Regions from separate parts of the Macaca mulatta genome. Here region 1 is linked to region 2. Evidence: chromatin contacts called from public Hi-C data. All regions are on one chromosome and are shown on one strand. The core of a region is the stretch at or near the end of the contact, and the rest is flanking DNA. Distances in the headings are between cores, read along the strand shown.

Region 1 (6,832 bases), core at 1,357-3,856, 140 kb before region 2:
AAGTGCTGGGATTACAGGCGTGAGCACCCAGCCTTGTGCTGTCTCTTATGGGTCAAGACACTGAGCTTGGAGGTGCTGGGGAGCCTCAGACCTGCGGGCAGATACATATTCACTGGGACCAGGACCTGGGGCAGACTAGCCTCAGGAGTGAGGGGAGCACTGGGCCACCTCCAGCCTTTGGGGTGCCTGGCAGCCTTTTGGGGGTTCAGAGCAGAGTGTGAGTAATCGCTGTGGGCGAGAGGGCTGCAGACACCAGTGGTCTTTATGCTATCAAATAGGAAACTGGACTCAGCATGCACTTATCAAGTCAACATCTATTTCTACTTGCCCAGGGCCGCCTTGGCTGTGAGACTGGGAGGCCTTCCCTCAGATGCCCAATAGGCTCTGTCTAGCCCAGCCCACCCTGTCCACGTGTTGATTACTGGTGCAGGGTGGTGAGGAAGGGGCCATAGGCTGCAACCAGCCCAGCCCTTCACGGTGCCAGTTCTTCCTCTCGTCTAGCCTAATGGTGCCTTACTGCCGGGAAAGGCTCTAGGTCTGAAGGCCGGGTGCCGTGGCTCGTGGCTCATGCCTGTAATCCTAGCACTCTGGGAGGCCAAGGTGAGTGGATGGCTTGAGCCCAGGAGTTCGAGACCAGCCTGGGCAACATGGTGAAAACCTGTCTGTACAAAAAATAAAAAATTGGCCAGGCGTGGTGGTGTGAGCCTATAGTCCCAGCTACTTGGGAGGCTGAGGTGCGAGGATCACCTGAGCCTGGGGAGGTCAAGGATACAGTGAGCCATGATTGTGCCACTGTACTCGCCTGAGTGACAGAGTGAGACCCTGTCTTAAAAAGAAAAAAAAAAGGTTCTAGGTCTGTGGGCAGGGGCACGTGCATCCTCTTGTAAACGGGCATGCTCCTCCAGTGAGTGTCCCCAAAATTCTTCCCCACTGTAAAGCCTGTCCAGCAGAAGCAGGGAGAGGTGAAGCCGTTTGCCCTGGCCAGCACATGCCTGAGCCAGGATCCAAACTCCACTTGCCTGACACCAAAGTCCTGGCCTCTCAAACCCTAAACTGTTGGGGAAAAGCGCATTTTGTTGTTGTTGTTGTTGTTGTTGTCCCTAGAGCTGAGTTCTTTCTGAATCTCAGGTCTGCAGGGCAGGTCTCACTGTTCCCACACTGCAGACGGGAATACTTCAGGCAGAAGCTCAGGGCAACACGGAGAGGATAGTGTCAGGGCTGGGTTTGGGGACAGGCACTCCTGGGTGCTGTAGTCCTGGCATGGGAGAGGAATGTCCTGGGGGGCGGGGCGTGGACACCGGGTTCCAAGTGCAGAGTGACAGAGGACTGGTTGTGTGGGAACAAAGTGTCCGTCTGGCTCTGAGACAGTGACCACAGACCCACGGATTGCACCCTTTCTGTTCATTCATCATAGAATGGAGCGGCCACTAGGGCCAGACCCCAGGCTGGGATCCCCACAGTGCCGACGGGACCCAGGATGGCACTGTTTCCTGCTGGGAAGTTTCTCCTGCAGGGCACTTAAAGCATCCCGCAGCATCTCAGGACCTGGCTTCCCACCTCCCCGCCTACTGCAGGGACGACTGCAGGTGCGGCCAGCCTGGGACCCACCCGGCCTCCCTCTGCAAGACCCGCGGGCGTGGCCGGGGCGTGACGTCACGGCTCTGGGCCAATGAGGCCGCGCAGCCGCGAGGCCCCATTGCGCAACAAAGAGAACCCAGAACTTGAAAGAATTCCCCGGGCTCTGGCTGCGCCCCGGCTTCCGCCCCCACGCTGGTCTCCGCCCGCGCTGCAGCCGATCTGTTCCACGGGGTCCGGCCTGGCCGTTGCCCAGGGAGGGACGCGCACCGCGAGACCTGGACATCTCCGGCACGCCCCCCGCCAGTCCCCGCCCCTACAGTCCCAACCCCCCGGGGTTCCAATCCCCCCACGGCTCGTGCAACCCCTGCTTCGACTCGCGTGCTCTCGCGTACTGGTCCCCAGTGGGTCCCCCAAGTCCTGCCCCACGCCGAGGGCGCGTCCAAGCGGCTGCCTGGGAAACCTGGCGGGACTGCGGCCTCCGGACCCCTCCGGGTTGCGCTGAGCAGGGGCGGGCTCGGGATCTCCAGACCGCCCCGCCCCCGTCCCCTGAGAGCCCCCAGGGACGGCGTTGCCAGGTCCCGATGCAAGGGGACGGAGGGAGGGGCTGGCCCCGGGGAAGTTACCCTGAAGGTCCCCAAGTTGGGGGGATGCCAGCGCTAAGCGCCGCTCGTGGCCCTTCGTACGGACCCCGCGACCAAGAGAGCGCGGAAAGCCCCCTCCTTTCCCGCCGTGTCCTCCCCCCGGGGTCCTCCGGCCCGTCCGCCCCCAGGGGCCAGGGCGGCGGCGCTCACCCTGCATTCGGGCGTCCGGGGCTCCGGCTCGCTGCTCCCGCCTCCGGCTCCGGCTGCGGTTCCCGCGCCTTTGGGCCGAGCGCGGGCCGCCGAGGGCCGCGGGGGTGGCTGGCGGCGGAGCGGCCCGTGGGCCGGGGCATGCTGGCGGCGACCACCGGCGGCCGGCGCGCTCCGCTCGGTGGGCTCGGCTCCGCCGCCCCTCCCTCCCCTGGGCGCCTCCGCCGCCGCAGCGCTCCGCTCCCGCCGCTCCGCTGCTGCGCCGGGCGGCCGGGGGCGGGGGGCGGGGGGCGGAGCAGGGCGCATGTCTCCGGCGGGGCCTCCGCGCCGCCCCTCGGCCCGCCCCGCCCCCGCCCGCTCCGAGGCGCGGCATCCGCGGCCGTCTGTCGGTCTCTCAGTCAGTCCGTCGGTCCGTCCGTCCGTCCGTCCATCCGTCTGCCCGTCCGCAGCCCAGCCGTGCCCCCGCGTCCGTCCGCGGCCGGGCCGAGCCGCCCTGGGCCGGTGGCGCCTCCTGACAGCGCGGCGCCGCTGGCTCCCAGCTCGGCTCGGTGCACACTCCCGACGCCGCCTTTAGACGCCGGGGCAAGACCCAGGCCCGGAGCTCTGGGGGTCCGCGGGCCAGAGGGAGCTGGGGCAGAAATGGACACTGAGAACCTGGGGCCAGGGCTGGGGCTCAGGGAGGCCTTCTCGGAGGAAGCCGCATCTAAGATGAACAATCGGGGCGGGGCGTGGAGAGGACACGGGACCAACGGCCAGCGGCTTCTAGGAACTGGGAATCAGTCTGGATCAGGGGCAGCGAGGGGCAAGGTTGGGCCAGTTACGGATTCACGCTGCTCCCTGGACCTGGGGGGGTCCATTGAGGGAATAAAGTGGATGGGCCACCGGGCTGCCGAGTGGTCCCCGCCACCCCTACAGGCTCAGAAATGTTCTGAAACTCTGAGCACCACCGCCCAGCCGGGAGAGGCCAGTGTCTGCAGCCCAGCGCCTGAACCCTTCTCCGTCTCCTCTCCTCCCGTCCTTCCCGCCCCTCCGCCCCTCCCTCCCAAGCCCTCATGCCATCACCACTCCTCATAGAGCACAGGCTGTCTCCCATAGACTGACAGCCTCAGCTGGCCCCATGCAGGGGGAACCGTTTCTGCTCCTTGATGGGAGCCCTGAGACGCCTCCTGAGGATCGTGCCTGTCTCTTATAGAAAGCCCCTGACCACACACACAATGGGCACAAGGCCTCCGGGGCTGCCTGGCATAGTGTCCTTCCATGCCTCTGGGACATATCCGTGACTAGACGCCCCTGTGTCTGGAGGAAAGTGGGCACCTGACCAGGAGACCCAAACCGATTGCAGCCAAAACAGATGCTTGGAGCTTGCCCAGTCCGGCCAGAGCTGCTCCACAGCCTGCACCTGCCTAAACTGTCCCCATACCCCAGGTCCCTGAACAGCTTTTAGGGGGCCCAGGATGGGCCTCAGGGTCTGTCCCATGAGACAAAAGAAGTGTTTGTAGAGAAAGGCCCCACAATAACTGTGGGGCTGGGCAAGGAGGAACCCGGGGCCATGCACACCTATACTCCTGGGTTTCTGGGACAGCCAGGGCCCTCAGTGCCCCCAGTGAGCCCTCTGTGGACAGGTTGGCTCCCCCTCCAGGTGGCCCTGGTTATAAATAGACCACCAGCAGTGGGAGGCTGGCACAGGGCAGCTGTAATCAAGGGTGGTGTTTCTAAATGTCTCGCCTGTGACTCGGGCTGAAACGGTAGAAACGCCACACTTAATTATGGCCACCGAGAGCCATGCCACTTAGAAACACCACAGTTAAGATTGCACACACGGCTATGGAGAGCCATGCCTCTGTCTGGGCCTGGCTCCCCTCAGCCAGCCCAGCTGACCCACTGCCTGCACCAGTGCCTCTGCCCGGCCTCAGCTGTCTCTGGGGCAGGTGGGAGATGGCCTCTGATGGCTGCCCTGGGGCCCTGGGCTTATTTTGTGCTGTGCTGAGATCTGTTGCAAAGGGCTGGGTGCCCCTGGGAGGCGGTTTTTAGGTGCCTGGTTTGCCCAAAGCCACACGGATGAGTGGCTGAGCCAGGACTGAACTAGGGAGTCTGATGTGGGGCCCACCTTCAAGTGAAGGATGTGGGTGCTTTGAGGACCTGGTCCCCTCAGTGAGCCCCTGGGCTCAGGCCCCACTGTGGCCAGCCCTGGGCCTTCTGCTTGCTGGGAAGGGTGGCCTCCTCATCGCTCTGAACCCAGGGCACCATTCTGGCATGGGTCATGGGTGGAGCTGGGGGCCGAGGCTGGCTGAGGCCAGCCCCAGGGGGCCAAGGGGCAGGGTGGGGTGGCAGAAGCTTCATGTGGCTGAGCTTGTCCCTCCCACCCCCAACCCCCTCCCAGACAGGAAATAAGCCCGTCAGCCGTGACTGGGGCCTGGGACAGATTCCCAAGCTCTTGGCTGGTGTTTCTGCACATCTGGAGCCAAGTCCTCACTCTCCAGGGGCCAGAGGGAGCCTTGTGCGAGACTGCAGCTGTTGACGGGCCGGTCTTCTCCAGGCGGCAGGACAGATGTTGGGGCTTCAGGGACAGACTGAGTCGGGAACATTCTCCCAGATGCCACCTCTGGGCATGCTTGGTTGGAGCCTCCTTTTCAGCAGTGGATGCAGGTGGGGTCCTGGCCCCTGTAGTGGCCTTGGCAGGGCCAGATGCACAGATAAACCGTGCTGCACTGATACCCTCACCACACACGTGCTCACAGATATGCAGAGACAGATGCACACACACATGCATAGATATGTCAGTGACACGTATGCCCACAGCTTCACACCGATGGCACTGACACATATTCGTGCTGTCCCTCAGACCCCTGCCCTATAAGCCATCCCGGCAGCCTCCTGCCTGAGTGGCTAGGGGAGTTTCCACATCAGGCACAGGGTCCTGGTGCCAGCTGGGGGGCTCCTTCACACAGGACGTTGGGGTGTCTGGGCAGTTTCTAGCAAGAGGCTGGGTCAGGTTGGGGCTCCCACATGCTGAGCCAGGCCACATTCGGCTCTTCCCACACCATCACCTCTGAGTCTTTCCAAGCAGCCCCACCCTGTTCATAGGAAAGCCACACAGGCTCAGAGCCGGCATCCTCTGCAAGCCAGTGGGGTTGTGGGGTGCTGGCACTCCCACCAGGCAGTGTGGCCCTGAGCCCACATCCTCCCAGCATCAGGGCTGCCTGTGAGGTCCAGGGAGCTGGGGTATCTGGGGCCAGGACACCAAACCAGGGCCCCATGGGAAATGGGCATTCATAGCCAGCGAGTCACCAGCTGGTGTGGCTGTGCCTGAGGTTCTAGGGCACACACCGGTGCTGGGAGGGCTGAGACTGTCCGTGGGAGCCCCCACATCCCACACCCCCTGGGAAAGCAGCCCCCCAAGACAAATGACTACCCAGGACGCGTGGGTCCAGCCAAGCAGCAGCTTTATTAGTGGTGCTGGGTTCTTCCCACACCCTACAGCGTGCTCGGAAGCATTCCCAAGGGTTTCTGCGGAATGCCTCCCAGCGCTCGGGCCAACACTGTGTAGCATTGACACTGGAATGATATAAATAAAGCTTTGGTGTGTTGGTTTGCAGGAGAGAGTACAGGTTAACACTGTGATACGAAAACTTCAGACAATACCAGCTCTCAATGTGAATCGGGTTTTTGGCCAAGGGGGGAACTTCTAAGTGAGTGGACACTGGGCCCGTTGCCATGGCTACTCGAGGCCCCAGCGGCAGGAGGAGGGAGTCTAGGGCTGAGGCTCCGTGTGGCCCTGTCGCTTCGCCTTCATCTGCAGGTACCGCCCTTTGCCTTCCTCAAAGCGCTTCTTCTCGTCCTCGGTCTCGGGCTGTGGACCACACAGAGACAGGCAGGTTAGGGTCACTGAAGAACCAGTGCCGTGGCCTTGTGACCTCGCCTGGGGCCCCAGCCCTGGTGGGTGCAGAGTACCACGCCTCGGCTCCACTGGCCTCCTGGGACTGCCAGGTACCAGGCATGGGGCTCATGTCCCACCTTGCTGATGGGCCCACTGACTGGGCTGAATATGCTCAGCCGAGATGCTTTGAGGGTCACAGGAGCTACGGGTGGCAGAGCTCCACGGCGGGGACACTAAGGTCATGGCGGGTCAGAAGCAGTCAGTGGACCTGCTGAGCCCTGTGACACCCTCACCCCACCTTTCACAGCAGGTGAACTCCAAGCCCAGGGCCTGTTTGCTACTGGACTTTGGTGGAAAATGCACTTGGTAATGAAACCCGGGAGCTGAACATAAGTGGAAAGGAAGAGGACCCCGTATTTGCTGCATTCCCAGGGAAAAGCAGCTGCACATGGCCACTGCCCCAGAGAGAAGCGGGGAAAGCCAGCTGCACACGGTCATTGCCCCAAAGAGAAGTGGGCAGACGCTGTGCTGCCTGTGGCCTTGAGAAGGCCCCAGCCCGTACTGGGAGCAATAGGTCTGCTTTGTGGGG
Region 2 (6,864 bases), core at 1,311-3,810:
CATCAGCATGGTTATTCCAGAGCTGGCTACAGTCCCCAGAAAGCCTCAGAGCTTCCTTTAGGAACACCCTGCCCCCCATAGACCTACCAGTAAACTCAAATTTCTCTACATATTGCACTCCCCAAAAGATAGCCACCAGCCACAGGTGGCTACCCACCTGAATTTAAATTGATGCAATTAAAAATTCTGTTCCGTTCATAACCAGCCTGACCCACATGGCAAAACCCCATCTCTACTGAAAAAATACAAAAACATTAGCTGGGCATGGTGGCAGGTGCGTGTAATTCCCAGCTACTCAGGAGGCTGAGGCGGAAGAATCACTAGAACCCCGGAGGCGGAGGTTGCAGTGAGTCAAGATGGCATCTAGCCTGGGGGACAGGGCAAGACTCTGTCTCAAAAAAAAAACAAAACAAACAAAAAAAAGCCCTTATCCCTTCAACAGTGTCTGAACTGAGAACGTGTGACCATTCTGTCTCTAAGATGGTGGGGATTTGGACGTCCTTGCCTCTGCTAGACTGTGACCCCTTAAGGCAGGGGCCAAATTTTCCACATATCAGTTTCCCTCCTGGTGCTATGCTTCTTGGCAGTGTCCACTGAAGTCTTGTTAAATTCATGGGCTTGGCTGTGCTAGGCCAGGAGGCTCCTCTTTCAACTCGGGGTGTCGGCTCAGATGTCCTTAAAGGGCTCCCCATCCTAGTACAGTCACTCTCCAGTGTCCTGCAGTTTCTGAGTCAAGCCCGAGTGACCACAGCCTTCTCTTCACAGGCCTACCCCTACCACCACTCCCACCTACTCCTTTGGCAGTCACGCTCTGCACCTGAGACTCACCTACTCACTCATGAGCAGGGGGCAGCCAGGCATCCTGCTCACCAGTCGTCTGGCCAAGGCAGCCACTTAGAAACAATATGCAACTGGCCAGGCATGGTGACTCATGCCTGTAATCTCTGCACTTTGGGAGGCCGAGACGGGCAGATCACCTAAGGTCAGGAGTTCGAGACCAGCCTGGCCAACATGCTGAAACCTCATCTCTACTAAAAATACAAAAATTAGCTGGGCATGGTGGTGCACACCTGTAGTCCCAGCTACTCGGGAGGCTAAGGCAGGAGAATCGCTTGAACTAAGGAGGCAGAGGTTGCAGTTAGCAGAGAGTGTGTCACCGCACTCCAGCAGCCTGGGTGACGGAGTGAGACTCCACCTCCAAAAAAAAAAAGAAAAAAAAAAAGGAAACAATATGCAATTGGTTTACGGTGGGTAAGAAAAAGCACACACGGGCCAGGCACAGTGGCTCACGCCTGTAATCCCAGCACTTTGGGAGGCCGAGGCGGGCGGATCACCTGAGGTCAGGAATTCAAGACCAGCCTGGCCAACATGGTGAAACCCCATCTCTACTAAAAATACAAAAATTAGCCAGGCATGATGGCGGGTTCCTGTAATCCCAGCAACTCAGGAGGCTGAGGTGGGAGAATCACTTGAACCCAGGAGGCGGAGGTTGCAGTGAGCTGAGATCGCGCCATTGCATTCCAGTCTGGGTGACAGAGTGAGACTGTCTCAAAAAAAAAAAAAAAAAAAAAAAAGCACACACTTACTGTATGGAAGTGTCTAAAGCTATACAAAAATCTAGTAACTAGGCTGGGAGCAGTGGCTCACACCTGTAATCCCAGCACTTTGAGAGGCTGAGGCGGGAGGATCACCTGAGGTCAGGAGTTCAAGACCAGCCTGGCCAACACGGTGAAACCCCATCTCCACTAAAAATACAAAAATTAGCCAGGCGTGGTGGCACACGCCTGTAGTCCCAGCTACTCGGGAGGCTGAGGCACAAGAACTTTTTCCAGCTGGGTGCGGTGGCTCACGTCTGTAATCCCAGCACTTTGGGATGCCAAGGCGGGCAGATCATGGATCACCTGAGGTCAGGAGTTCGAGACCAGCCCGGCCAACATAGAGAAACCCCGTCTCTACTAAAAACACAAAAATTAGCCAGGCGTGGTGGCACATGCCTGTAGTCCCAGCTACTCTGGAGGCTGAGGCCCAAGAATCACTTGAACCCGGGACACGGGGGTTGCAGTGAGCTGAGATCTGGCCACCGCACTCCAGCCCGGGTGACAGAATGAGACTCTGTCTCAAAAAAACAAAAAATCTAGTAACTGTTAGAAGCTGGGTGAAAAAAGACAACACGTATAAACTGGCTATTCATCATCCTGAAGAAGTAAATAAAAGGCCAGTCTTCCACGGGAAGATTTAAATCAAGGTTTCCTTTATTCAGGAGAGGGGTGGGAAGAACACTGGATCTGGAGTCAGAAGACTTGGGTAGGGGCTGTCCCTGGAGCTCCTGGAGCAGGATGACCTTACACAGTTCCTCAACTCCCAAAACTGCCACCTCCTCCACACAGGTAGCAGAGGCAGTACTGACCATCAACCTCCCAGGGAAGTTGGGCAAAGCAAGTGGGATGAGACAGGTATAAGCTCTTTGCAAACCATGGAGCCCAAGGTTCCCAGCCAATACTCAGCAGAGCTGATGCAGGGACCTGATGCAGGCCATCTGTCTCCAGTTACTTCTTTTTTTTTTTTTTTTTTGCCCCTCTTTCCCCACCTCCGGAGTCAATGGGACCAGAACAGCCACAACGCCAAAGTCAAAGGGGCAGGGCTCCCCTCAAAGACGTTCCCTCTCTGGAAAAGTCAAAACCGACCTTGAGGTCAGGAGAGGCCCTGGACCAGGCCAGAAAATGAGACTGAGGGTCAAGGAGCTTCGATGACCCAGGACTTGTTATATGCCCAGCCTTCCGGGAGATGTCAACATCTACAGGAAAGTAACTTGCTTCTATTGGACTTGGCTTGAGTCCAAGGTCAGTCTGTGATGCTTAAGCCCCAAATGCGAGGAACCCACCACCAAAACAGAAAGCAGTTCTCACTCCTGGTAGTCCATCAAGCAGGACAGGACCCGTCGCAGGCCACAGTGCCTGTGTGCAGTGGCTGAAAATCTAGACTCCTTGCCCTCACTTAGCTCATGCACAAATGCCAGCCTGCTTCTGCTTCTGCCGAAGGGAACTGCAGAGTAACCTTGAGGCTGCCCTCCCCACCTCCCATGGGAAATGAGCTTGTTCATGATCTCCAGCCTCCAGCTTCTCTGGGGGCTTGCATCTATCTACTCAGTAACTGCTGGAGGAAGGGGGGATGCCCTAGAAGGACAACCCTTTGCCTCTATTGTGTAAGATGCTTTCAGGCCCAACAGACCACTGATTCCCTTTGCTTGATAGTAAACTGTTAGAGGCAAACAGTGTTATCTGTTCTTCCTTTCAACACCTGCCCTCCCCCAAACCGAAGCAGTGCACTGAAGACGGTAGCTCTGCAACCTGCTCCCACAGGGGCACCCACCGAGGGGTTCACGCGGCTCTGGGCACCTCCCCTCCACCTCTGAGGGCTTTGGTTAGCGCAGCACAACCGCCGAGGTAACGATCCCGAATCCTCGAGGAGGCTAAGCAGGACCACGGGACTGAGGCTCCGGGATGCTCGGGCGAGGCCCGAGGCGGGGCGGCCCACGGGCGCCGGTCGCCGGGCTCTGGAGCTGTGCACTGACCTCCGCCCGCCCCATCCCTGCCTGGCTTTCTCGCCTAAACGACCCGTGGCGCGGCCGCCGCCCTGGAAATGCGGCCGGGAGGAGCCGGCGGGAGGCGGGCGGGGGCCGCGCGGCTTGTGCTGCATCGCGAGTCGCATCCTGGCCGCGGGCTGGCGGGGGCTCGGGGCGGCGGCGCAGGAGGCCGTGCGGGGAATCGGCGGGCGGGGGCGGCCTCGGCGGGTGGGGACCGAGCGGGACAGGCCGGGGGCGGTGACCGGCGCGCCTGGCCACTGCTGGCGCCGCGCGGGCCCTCTCTTACCGGCAGATCTGGATGGCGGACGGCGTCTCGACGTCTGGGCCCGACATGCTGGGGGCTGCGGAGGCGGATGCGGCGGGCGGCTGCAGAAGGGCGCAGGTGTCTGGCAGGCCCGGCGAGGAATGAATGAGCCCCGGCCGCGCCATAAAGGGGGAGGGCGGAGGTGGAGCGATGGGGCCGTCGAGGCGGGGCCTGCGCGCCGGGGGCGAATCGAACGCGGCCTCCCCGCGCCGATCCCGCCCCCGCGCCGGCCCCACCCCGAGCCCCGCCTCCCAGGCCGCCAAGGCTGCCGCGAGCTCGCGCGGGTGTACGATTCTGGCGGCGTGAGGGCCCAGGCGGGCGCCGCTTCCAGAAGGTTCGGTGGCGGTTGGGCCGCGCCGCTGGGGAGAAGGCCCGCGAGCCGCGGCAGCCGCGTCCGACCCGGTGGCAGTCCGGAGGGAAGCGTCCAGGGCGGCCCAAGTGGCGGAGCGGGGCGGACTTGGGCCCTCGCTCTCCGCGCGGCGGTAAATATTTGTGCTGGGCGTTCCCGGCCGCCCGCGCTGGCGATTCGCTGCTGCGTCCCGTGCCTGGGCGGCCGGATGAGGTCAGAGCGGAAGGCGCGGCCCGGGTGCCTGGCAGTCGGGCCCGATTCCCACCCCCGCCCCAACCCACCCCGGCTCCAGTCGCCCGCATCGTGGCTCTCGCTACGATCGGCCCTAAGAGAGAATGGAAGGCTGTTTCCTGGAAAGGAGCATTGGTGGCGGCTGCTGGGAAGCACACGGGCGCGCACACGGGGATCGGAACGGGCCTTTGGTGCCGCAGCACAAAGCGTCACGAGATGGGGAGGAGGAAAGGCCCGCGCCTGGCTGCAGCTTTTACTGGGAGCGCTGAGCGCCAGCCTGGGGGTGCACGTGTTGCAGTGAGGAGCCCTGAAACATGCGGTGTTTTACTGCACACGATGTGCCGTTGAATGGAGTCCAGGCCAGTCGGGGTCACCAAAAAAAATCCACCAAGAAAAACACCCAAGAGGAGAGAAGCGGTCACCCCCCACGTGCTGGAATGACAGTTTTTTACTTGCTAGGCAGTTTGACCTTTTCCGAATTTTCTGCAGTGCACATAGATTTGTACTTACATCTTTAAATTAAAACCCACGCAACTCCGGCTCCCCAGTGCAATTTGAACAACCCATTTACACTCAGCTAGGTAGCTCTGAAGGAACTGTGCCTCACCCCGGTCACCCTTGAGTTACCAGACCGTGGAGGCAGCCCACAGCATGATCTGTAGCTCGCAGGGGCAGTCCAAGTCAGAACTCTGTGATTTCAATACTTTTATAGTAAGAATTTCGTTTTTCTGTTTTCTTTTTCCGATATAGAGTCTCGTTCTGTGGCCCAGGCTGGAATGCAGTGGTATGATAGCTCACTGCAACCTCTGCCTTCCAGGTTCAAGCGATTCTCTTGCCTCAACGGTGCACCCCGAGTAGCTGGGACCACAGGCCTGCACCACCACGCTTGGCTTATTTTTGTATTTTTAGTACAGATGGGGTTTCACCATGTTGGCCAAGCTGGTCTCGAACTCCTGACCTCAGGTGATCTGCCCACGCCAGCCTCCCAAAGTGCTGGGATTACAGGCCTGAGCCACCTCGTCTGGCCGCAGAATTTTGTTTTCTGGTAAGAATTAAGTTGATGCAAGCATCAAGGGCCCCCAAGCCTATTTAAACACCACCTCTTCCCAACTGAGTCCTGAAATGATTGGAAGCAGTAACTAGATTTGGAGCCTCAGGCAAGGTAGTTTCGTGTTTTTTTTGTTTTTTTTTTTGGATCTTTTGAGACAGAGTCTTGGCTCTGTTGCCCAGGCTGGAGTACAGTGGCACAATCCCTGCTCACTGCAACCTCTGCCTCCAGAGCCCAAGTAGCCCTCCCACCTCAGCCTCTAGCTGGAGCCACAGGCATGTGCCACCATGCTTAGCTAACGTTTATACTTTTTTGTATAGAAGGAGCCTCACCACATCGGCCAAGCTGGTCTTGAACTCCTGGGCTCAAGTGATCCACCTGCCTCGGCCTCTCAAAGTGCTATGATTACAGGTGTGCATCGCTGTTCCCAGCCTGGCGGTTTCTTTACCTGTGCTATGGGGGTGATAAATACTTTCCTGACCATTGTAAGGACTACTTGGCAGGCTGAGTTAGGGCCTTTCTTCCTCTTCCCTCCTCAAACCTGTTTCTCTATACTGCTCTTCCCTCAACTGTGAGTGCAGCAAGAATTTACTGAGACCCCATGCTGCCTGTGTAGGTGTGCTTGCTCCTCTGAGCATTACAAACATTCCATTGTTCAAAATGTTCTAAATCTGCCTGGCATGGGGGCCTGCACCCATAATCCCAGGAGGCTGAAGCGGGGGGATCCCCTGAACCTAGGACTTTGAGGCTGCAGTGCCCTCTGATGGCTCCTGTAAACAGCCACTGTACTCCAGCCTGGGCAACATAGTGAGACTCTGTCAGTTTAAAAAAAAAAAGTTCAAATTCTGATTGGGAGACAAATCAGGGAGACAAAAAGCCGGATTCCAGCCACACGCTGAACCAGAGGGACTCCTAGACAAGGATGGGCCAAGTGGTTTAGAATGAAATAGCCTGGGCCCTCCAGAGTGAGGCCAAAAAGTGACCTGGAACAGTTCCTATACTTTTGGGGAAAGGTGTGGCTACCTTTCCGCCTGAGACAGCATCTGTCCCTCCTGCTCACATCACAACCCCGAAGGTGGTAGAGGGACCCAGAAAGGATAACAGCTCAGCCCAGAGATTATTGTGTACATATTATGCATTGTAGAAAGAAAATAGAGCTCTAGATTATTATTTATGATGTTGCCCTGTTTTTAAGGATGGCAGTGGGAGAGCCCAGTTCCTCGGCAAAAACCTTGCGAATGATTTTGGCCATAGTGCTAATGGATTTACACTGATTTCTCCCCTTCCACAGTCTCACCTTCTCATGTTAGGCTATTTTCTACTTGCCCCTCAAGCTATAGGCCATTTCT

Evidence for each region. A called contact is a pair of places that touch in the nucleus more often than the background predicts.
Region 1: a contact with region 2 is called in a Hi-C map of fetal cortical plate, with 2.0 times the contacts expected there. The contact joins the promoter of GPR153 here to the promoter of LOC144336769 in region 2. A contact is called at or near these places in 5 of 14 Hi-C or Micro-C datasets (CD4 T cells, cortical neurons, fetal cortex germinal zone and 2 more).

The regions. Positions count from the first base shown.
Region 1 is chr1:234,527,710-234,534,541 of T2T-MMU8v2.0, reverse strand. It overlaps GPR153 (G protein-coupled receptor 153), which reads right to left and starts at 2,606. Exons shown (of 6, transcript XM_015141456.3): 1 at 2,370-2,606. ACOT7 (acyl-CoA thioesterase 7) reads right to left here. Exons shown (of 10, transcript XM_077977866.1): 10 at 5,793-6,216. The coding sequence ends at 6,118. It also overlaps a transcript of RPL22 not described here.
Region 2 is chr1:234,391,327-234,398,190 of T2T-MMU8v2.0, reverse strand. LOC144336769 reads left to right here and starts at 2,560. Exons shown (of 2, transcript XM_077978021.1): 1 at 2,560-5,048. The coding sequence starts at 3,989. The coding sequence ends at 4,768. It overlaps ACOT7 (acyl-CoA thioesterase 7), which reads right to left. Exons shown (of 10, transcript XM_077977866.1): 2 at 3,870-4,012. The coding sequence starts at 4,012. It also overlaps a transcript of RPL22 not described here.